Linked DNA regions of Mus musculus: region 1 is linked to region 2. A link is a contact called in public promoter capture Hi-C data. All regions are on one chromosome and are shown on one strand. The core of a region is the stretch at or near the end of the contact, and the rest is flanking DNA. Distances in the headings are between cores, read along the strand shown.

Region 1 (3,087 bases), core at 518-3,017, 680 kb after region 2:
TGAAGAAAGTAATCCTGGGGGTCCCAAGACTGGTGCTGTCAAACCAAAGATACAAAAATCTACTCTTTATAAATAAAGGGCATATATACACACAAGGAACACCAATATAGATACATAGTTCTTTCAATTCTATGGCTGGTGTAGTCAGCTGGCCAGATGGCTCAGCACAGAATAGTACTTGTTTCCAGGCCTACAAACTTGATTTTCTTCCCTGGGATTCACAGGGTTGACAGAGAGAACAAACTTCCCACAAGTTTGTCCTCTGTTCTTCATGTGGATGGGGCCACCAGGTCTTTGTCACAGAAACGGAGCATCGGGAATTACATAGCATTCCTCATATGAACTGGAATGTCTCCGTCTGATGCCCTCAGGAAGTTACATCACAGTGTGTTCCAACTTTTAGTAAAATTGCCTTGTAGAGAAGTTATAGAAACCAAGACTGCTGCCATCATCAGTGCATCCCCTGAGAAACAGGTGAAGGGGAGGTGGCCATTGGAAATCTGTAGCTGAGCTGGGACTGTTATGAGACCACAAGGTCTTCTCTACATGCCTGGTGTAGTAGCCCGGGTTCTCTAGTGTTCTCTAGTGGAACAGAACTTACAAAACGACTCTCTCCATATATAGGAAAGGCATTTATTAGAAAGACTTACAGGCTGTGGTGCAGGTAATCCAACAATGGCTGTCCATGAATGGAGAGTCCAATAGGAGAGTCCACAAGGCTGGATGTCTCAGCTGGTCTTCAGTATATGCTGGAATCCTGAAGAAGCAGGCTCTAATGCCAGTGAAGGAATGGACTTGTTAGCAAGGTGAGAGCAGGTAGGCAAAGAGCAACTACTTCCTCCTCTGGGTCCTAATATAGGCTTTCAACAGAAATGGCCCACATTTGAGGTGGGGTTTCCCAGCTCAAAAGATCTGGTTTGAAGGTCTTGACTTCCTACCTTCAAGGTCAGGATTCGATATAGGTCTTCCCACTTTAACTCAGCACCAAATTCCCTCCCAGGTGTACCCCTCTATTGCTGGGTTTGACTTAATTCCAGATGTAATCAAGTTAATAACCAATCATAGCCATCCCAAATTCACCCAGTGTCATCTTGACACACAATCATATCTCCTGTGCCATTATTAATTTCCAAATGAAGACAATTACCAGGTCATAATTACACCTAACATGATTCATCTATCCTTTCTCCAACCAAAAACGTAAGATAATCAAGTTGACAATCAAAAATTGCCATCCATCACATCTGGCTAACCATTTTTATTGTCTATCTCTGATTGTCTAGCAGTGACCTGTGATGAAAATCTAGTTCCTGTGGCCTGGTGAGCTTCAGTGTACCTTAGAGGCTACCTTAGTGAGGATGAGGTGGCCTGGTGGATAGACAGCTGGCTGGACCTGATCACTTGACATGCCTTATGCTGTTACCCAAACTCTTCCAAATTGACAATTGTCTCTACCTCCACTCAGAGTCAAGAATGCTAACACTTGTAGGTTCAGGCAGACACCATCTTCAAAACAGAAGGGACCTGAAGATGTAAGCATTTGTTGAGGCTGAGAAGTACATTTTTGCAACAATCAGTCCCCCTGACAGTAAATGATGGACAGTGAAGAGGCAGGTAGAGGATAACTACACACTGTCCCGTGGCTTCTTAGGTTTTCTCATGGTTTTCCCATTACCAGGGAGTCTTTGGATCTGGAGTCCATACAGCACAGGCGAGCAAAGAAAACAGCTGCGTTCTTGGAGGCTGTTCTCTTGAGACAATGCACCCTTTATGCTGAATCTGCTGAGTCAGATTGCCCCAGGGTCAGGAAGAAAAGTCCAAGGCCACATTCCCCTCAATCTAGAGAACATTCCTGAGGCCATTTTCTCTTCCCTCCATAGCCTGCATGGATTACTCTGCTTCTCTTTGTTCCAAGACAATAAAGTGACAAGAAGTAATGATCTAATCTCTCTCTCTCTCTCTCTCTCTCTCTCTCTCTCTCTCTCTCCCTCCCTCTCTCTCTCTCTCATCTGTGTACCTCAGGTTCACATCTTTAATGGCCCAAGTGCTCTAAGTCTCTCAATAACTGCAAGTAACAGTAGTTTAACCTGGCATTGTGGCACATGCCTTTTATACCAGGGGAGGCAAAGGAAGGTACAGCTCTATGAAATCTCTATGTAAACCAAGGCCAGCCTTGTTTACATAGCAAGTTCCAGGACATTAAAGCTATATAGTAGGACCCTGCCTCAAAGAAAGGTGGGGGGGAGAAAGAAAGAAAGAAAGAAACAAACAAACAAACAAACAAACAAAAGGCCAACTAGCCTGAAAAGATAAATTTTACTGTTAAACATGAAAGTGGGTTTCTCTAGAATTAGATATGGCAAAAGAAAAAGAAAAATAAGAAGATGCCAACATATTGGAACAATATTTTCTACAATACTTAAATAGTTCAGACTTTCATTATTTGATTTCCGTCAGGTTGCTAAGAAGCTCAGAGTGTCCACAGAACTCATATCTAGAGTGACTATGAACTGTTTTCCTTCTATGCTGACAAAGTTTCACTTTATAGCCCAGGCTAGATCTCCAAGTCCCAACATTTAACCATGCACTTTGCTCCTAGGAAGGTCAGTATCTCCCAGGGTTTCATATAATTATTTATGTTTGTAAGATTAAATTATGATAGTGAGATATAAAGTGTGGCTGGTAGCTGGGTATGGTATACACACTCAGTCCCAGTCCTTGGGAGGGAGACTGAAGCAGGAAGACCCTGACCTTAAGACTAACCTGCATATACTACATAAAAAGATTCTGTCTTCTCTGTAAACAAACAAACAAAAATAGTAGGAGACAGAAGGAAAGAAAAGGCGGGTGAGGAGGTGAAAGGAAAGAGAGATGGTTGAGGGACAGACTGGATAGAAGGAAAGAGAGACAGGAGAAAGAAAGGCAGAAAGGGGGAAAGGAGAGGAGAGAGCAGAGAGCAGAGAGGAGAGAGCAGAGAAAAGACAAAGAGGAAAGAGACAGAGCGGAGAGGAAGAAATAGAAGAGAGGGGAAAGTGGGAGGAAAGGAGAGAAAAGAAAGCTTGCAAGAGAGATCCTTGTGTTAATCAC
Region 2 (3,107 bases), core at 588-3,087:
CTTGGCTCAACCCTCCCCACAGGCTAGATGGCAAGCATGTCGTGTTCGGCCATGTCAAAGAGGGCATGGATGTTGTGAAGAAAATAGAATCTTTCGGCTCAAAAAGTGGGAAGACGTCTAAGAAGATTGTCATCACAGACTGTGGCCAGTTGAGCTAACTCACAGCCAAGGTGCTAGGACAGCAGCAGGCATCCATGTCTTGATTCACCCAGGTTCTCCAAAGAACAGTTTGCACCCACTTCTATTGAGTCTGAGGAAGGCCACTCAGGCATGGTCCTCCCAGACCAGGCTGCTCTCCACTGTCCATCCTGCCTCAGATCCCGTTTCTGGGCATCAGTATGGCCATCGGGCCATGTACCCTCAGCCGATGTCCCCGTGATTGCCATGTGCGTGTGCCTTGGACATTGGCAATGCTGACCAGTTAGTCAGGGAAGGCTCCTGACTCTTTTCCTTGATCAGTGGGGATAGCAGTTGCTATTTAATGTTGTCTTCCTCCTTGCAATAATTTAACATAGAATTCAAGATCTCATCGAAACAAAGCTGTGACACTCATGGCACTGTCCGTGTGTGACCTGTGTTGCTGTGACACTCACGGCACTGTCCATGTGTGACCTGAGTTGGCACAAGCCACAGACACCCCCAACCCCCCCACCTCCCAGCCTGGCTTCTGAGACATCACTCAGGGCTCTTGTGAAAGTCCCAGCGTCAATGCCTTCCCTCCTGGTCACTGTGAATCCTGCTGGCTGCTGCTGTGATTTTTGAAAGCCTGTGAAATAGAAGCAGCAGGACCTGGGAACAGACCTGTGAGCCCGGTCTTTCTGCTCAATGTGAATTCCCGTGGTGAAAACTTACAGACACTGCCTGACCTCATGCTGTTCTCAAGAGGGAAGTGTCTTCTGGCAGGCTTTGCTTTTTCTGTATGTTGAATAAATCCAATCTATCAATAATATATATGTAAAAGATTTCTGGGACAGTCCTGTGTGTTCATCTCAAATGTGATAAATAAATCCTATTTTCTATAAAATGGCTGTCTCTGGTTTTGGAATGAAATTTACATCTTTGGGGCTCATTTGTTTTTGTGACAGGGTCTTGCTGTGTGGTCCAGGGTCTTGCTGTATAGCCTTTGGCTAGCTTCAAACACTCTTGACCTTCCTCAATGCTGTTGGGATTACAGGCATGGAACATTGACTCCAGCTGGGGCCAGTCTTGGAGTTACTATGTGTTAGGTTCTATGCTTTGAACTGTTTTTTGTTTGTTTTGTTGTTTTATGATGCTAGGGCCTTTGTGCACACAAGCCACGTCCTCAGCCTTATTGTAAGGAAATCCGTGTAGAACATTCTGTGTCCTAACCCCAAGTACTAGCTCAGAAGCCACTGAGAACATCCTTGCTACCATCTGTCCTGTAGGATGGTCCAGACAGTCCCCACCGTGAGCACTACCTCTAGGTGAAGTCCCAGCTATGCTTAGTGATTGAGCTTCAGTTTCTCTCAGCTACATAATGTGTACATGACATCTAGGTCTGGAATTGGGTGTGACCCATGTGAGGTGCATGGTCTTGGGCCAGATGTATCATCACAGCAATCTCTGGGTAGTGACTTACAAGAGGGTGACATTTCCCGTGTGTCAGAGATCCTTAGGAAAGGGGGCTGAGATCACCAAAGGTTAGAGGTGGGTTTCCCTTTTCTCATGCTGGGTCACTGAAATGTGGAATTCTTCATTGCTGAATTCTCAGGGAAGACAGGACTGGGGCAAGCACATGACTAAGAGTTTCCTTAGGTGGGTAGGGACATAGCATAGCTCATGGAGAAGGGATGTGGGCTCTGGCTGCGGTGAGTATTGCATTCATGCCATATAGAATTCCTGAATCAGGTGATGTCAGGTTAGAGGTAGGCGTGGTCATTCTGACATCATAGAGGTTATGCTGAGTCTTCAGAGTCTTGGAGTTTCCATGAAGTCAGAGCTCAGCTCCTTGGGTTGAGAGTTTGGTTGGAGTAGTAGTTAAAGCCATTTTGGGAGCAGCCAGCATCCTCAGAACAGCTGGCTGTGATGGTGTGGACCCTGAGCAGGCATTCTGTGCCTGTGTCCACGAGCCTCTGCAGTCCTTTATACAGTGGGGCTGCCGAGGGACTTCATTTGAGACGCAGATCTCGCCTACTAATAACTGATAATGTCTCATGCAGCACAACAGCTTACAGGTGAGAAGATGAGGCTACAGGCTGGCTTGTGATTAATCTAGACAATATGTCAAGCAGTTGGCAAAGGACAGACCTCTTGAGCTCTTGGTGGTACAGAAAGTACACACGGGCTTCTTAGGATCATTACCTAAAATCTTGAGGTCACACAGGTACTTTACCACTGACCTGTGACCCCAAACCCTCCCCTTTTTGTTTAGTTGTAGGCTAGGTCTACATTGTCCACGGTGGCCTTGAAGTTACTCTATGGCCCAGGCCAACTTAAAACTTGTGACTCTTTTTGCCTTGGTCCTTTGAATAGCTTTGATTATAGGCTTATCCCCAGCCACTTTAAAAGTATTTTAGGAACATTATTTATTTACTCACTTTAAAATTTGTGTATTTCTGGTACAGGTCAAAGATGTGTTGTTGTTGTTTTTGGAGTTGCCTGCTGACCTGGGGTACTCCAGGCACCCAGGACAAGTCAAAGGGAAAGCCATCCCTCCTTGAGCTGTGACCTGCCTCCTGTCAATTTCAGAGGGGTCCAGAGTTAGAAGTGGGAGGGCTTGTGTTTCCTGAGGATGTGTGTGTTCTGTCTCCATCCAGTGGAATCTAGGGGTACAGCAAGCATGTAAGAATTTTTCTGAAAACCACTCCCTAAAGGCAGAGGCAAGGTCATCCTCTGCAGCTCTCAGAGGCCCAAGCCAGGTTTTGGGGTTTTGTTTGTTTGTTTGTTTGTTTGTTTGCTTTGTTTTTTCCAGACAGGGTTTCTCTGTATAGCCCTGGCTGTCCTGGAGCTCACTTTGTAGACCAGGCTGGTTTTTATGTGAAGCATCTTTTAAAGTAACACAGGAAATCCTGGCTTGTTGCTTGCCAGTAAGTCCTCAGTACCTAATGTGTGCATACATACATCGGTAGCCCTCAGTACCTAATGTG

Evidence for each region. Promoter capture Hi-C pulls out the DNA fragments that hold promoters and counts their contacts.
Region 1: a promoter capture Hi-C map of embryonic stem cells shows a contact between it and region 2, with 3 times the contacts expected there. The contact joins the enhancer-like site here to the promoter of Ppifos in region 2. A contact is called at or near these places in 7 of 39 promoter capture datasets (the 3T3-L1 cell line, embryonic stem cells, hippocampal neurons and 2 more) and 1 of 484 Hi-C or Micro-C datasets (embryonic stem cells).

The regions. Positions count from the first base shown.
Region 1 is chr14:26,377,489-26,380,575 of GRCm38.p6, forward strand. All of the region lies in intron 4 of 4933413J09Rik (RIKEN cDNA 4933413J09 gene), which reads left to right. It overlaps Gm52114 (a long non-coding RNA gene), which reads right to left. Exons shown (of 4, transcript XR_003951124.1): 4 at 626-772. Among named protein-coding and RNA genes, the nearest start is that of Gm52114, 12 kb to the right of the region's middle. Within about 2 kb of position 1,768, at least 30 of the 459 cell types and tissues checked have an H3K27ac peak or open chromatin away from gene starts, as enhancers often do. A contact at or near this core is called in embryonic stem cells, where this site is marked.
Region 2 is chr14:25,699,445-25,702,551 of GRCm38.p6, forward strand. It overlaps Ppifos (peptidylprolyl isomerase F, opposite strand), which reads right to left and starts at 1,838. Exons shown (of 3, transcript NR_028021.1): 1 at 1,601-1,838. It overlaps Ppif (peptidylprolyl isomerase F (cyclophilin F)), which reads left to right. Exons shown (of 6, transcript NM_134084.1): 6 at 23-1,024. The coding sequence ends at 158.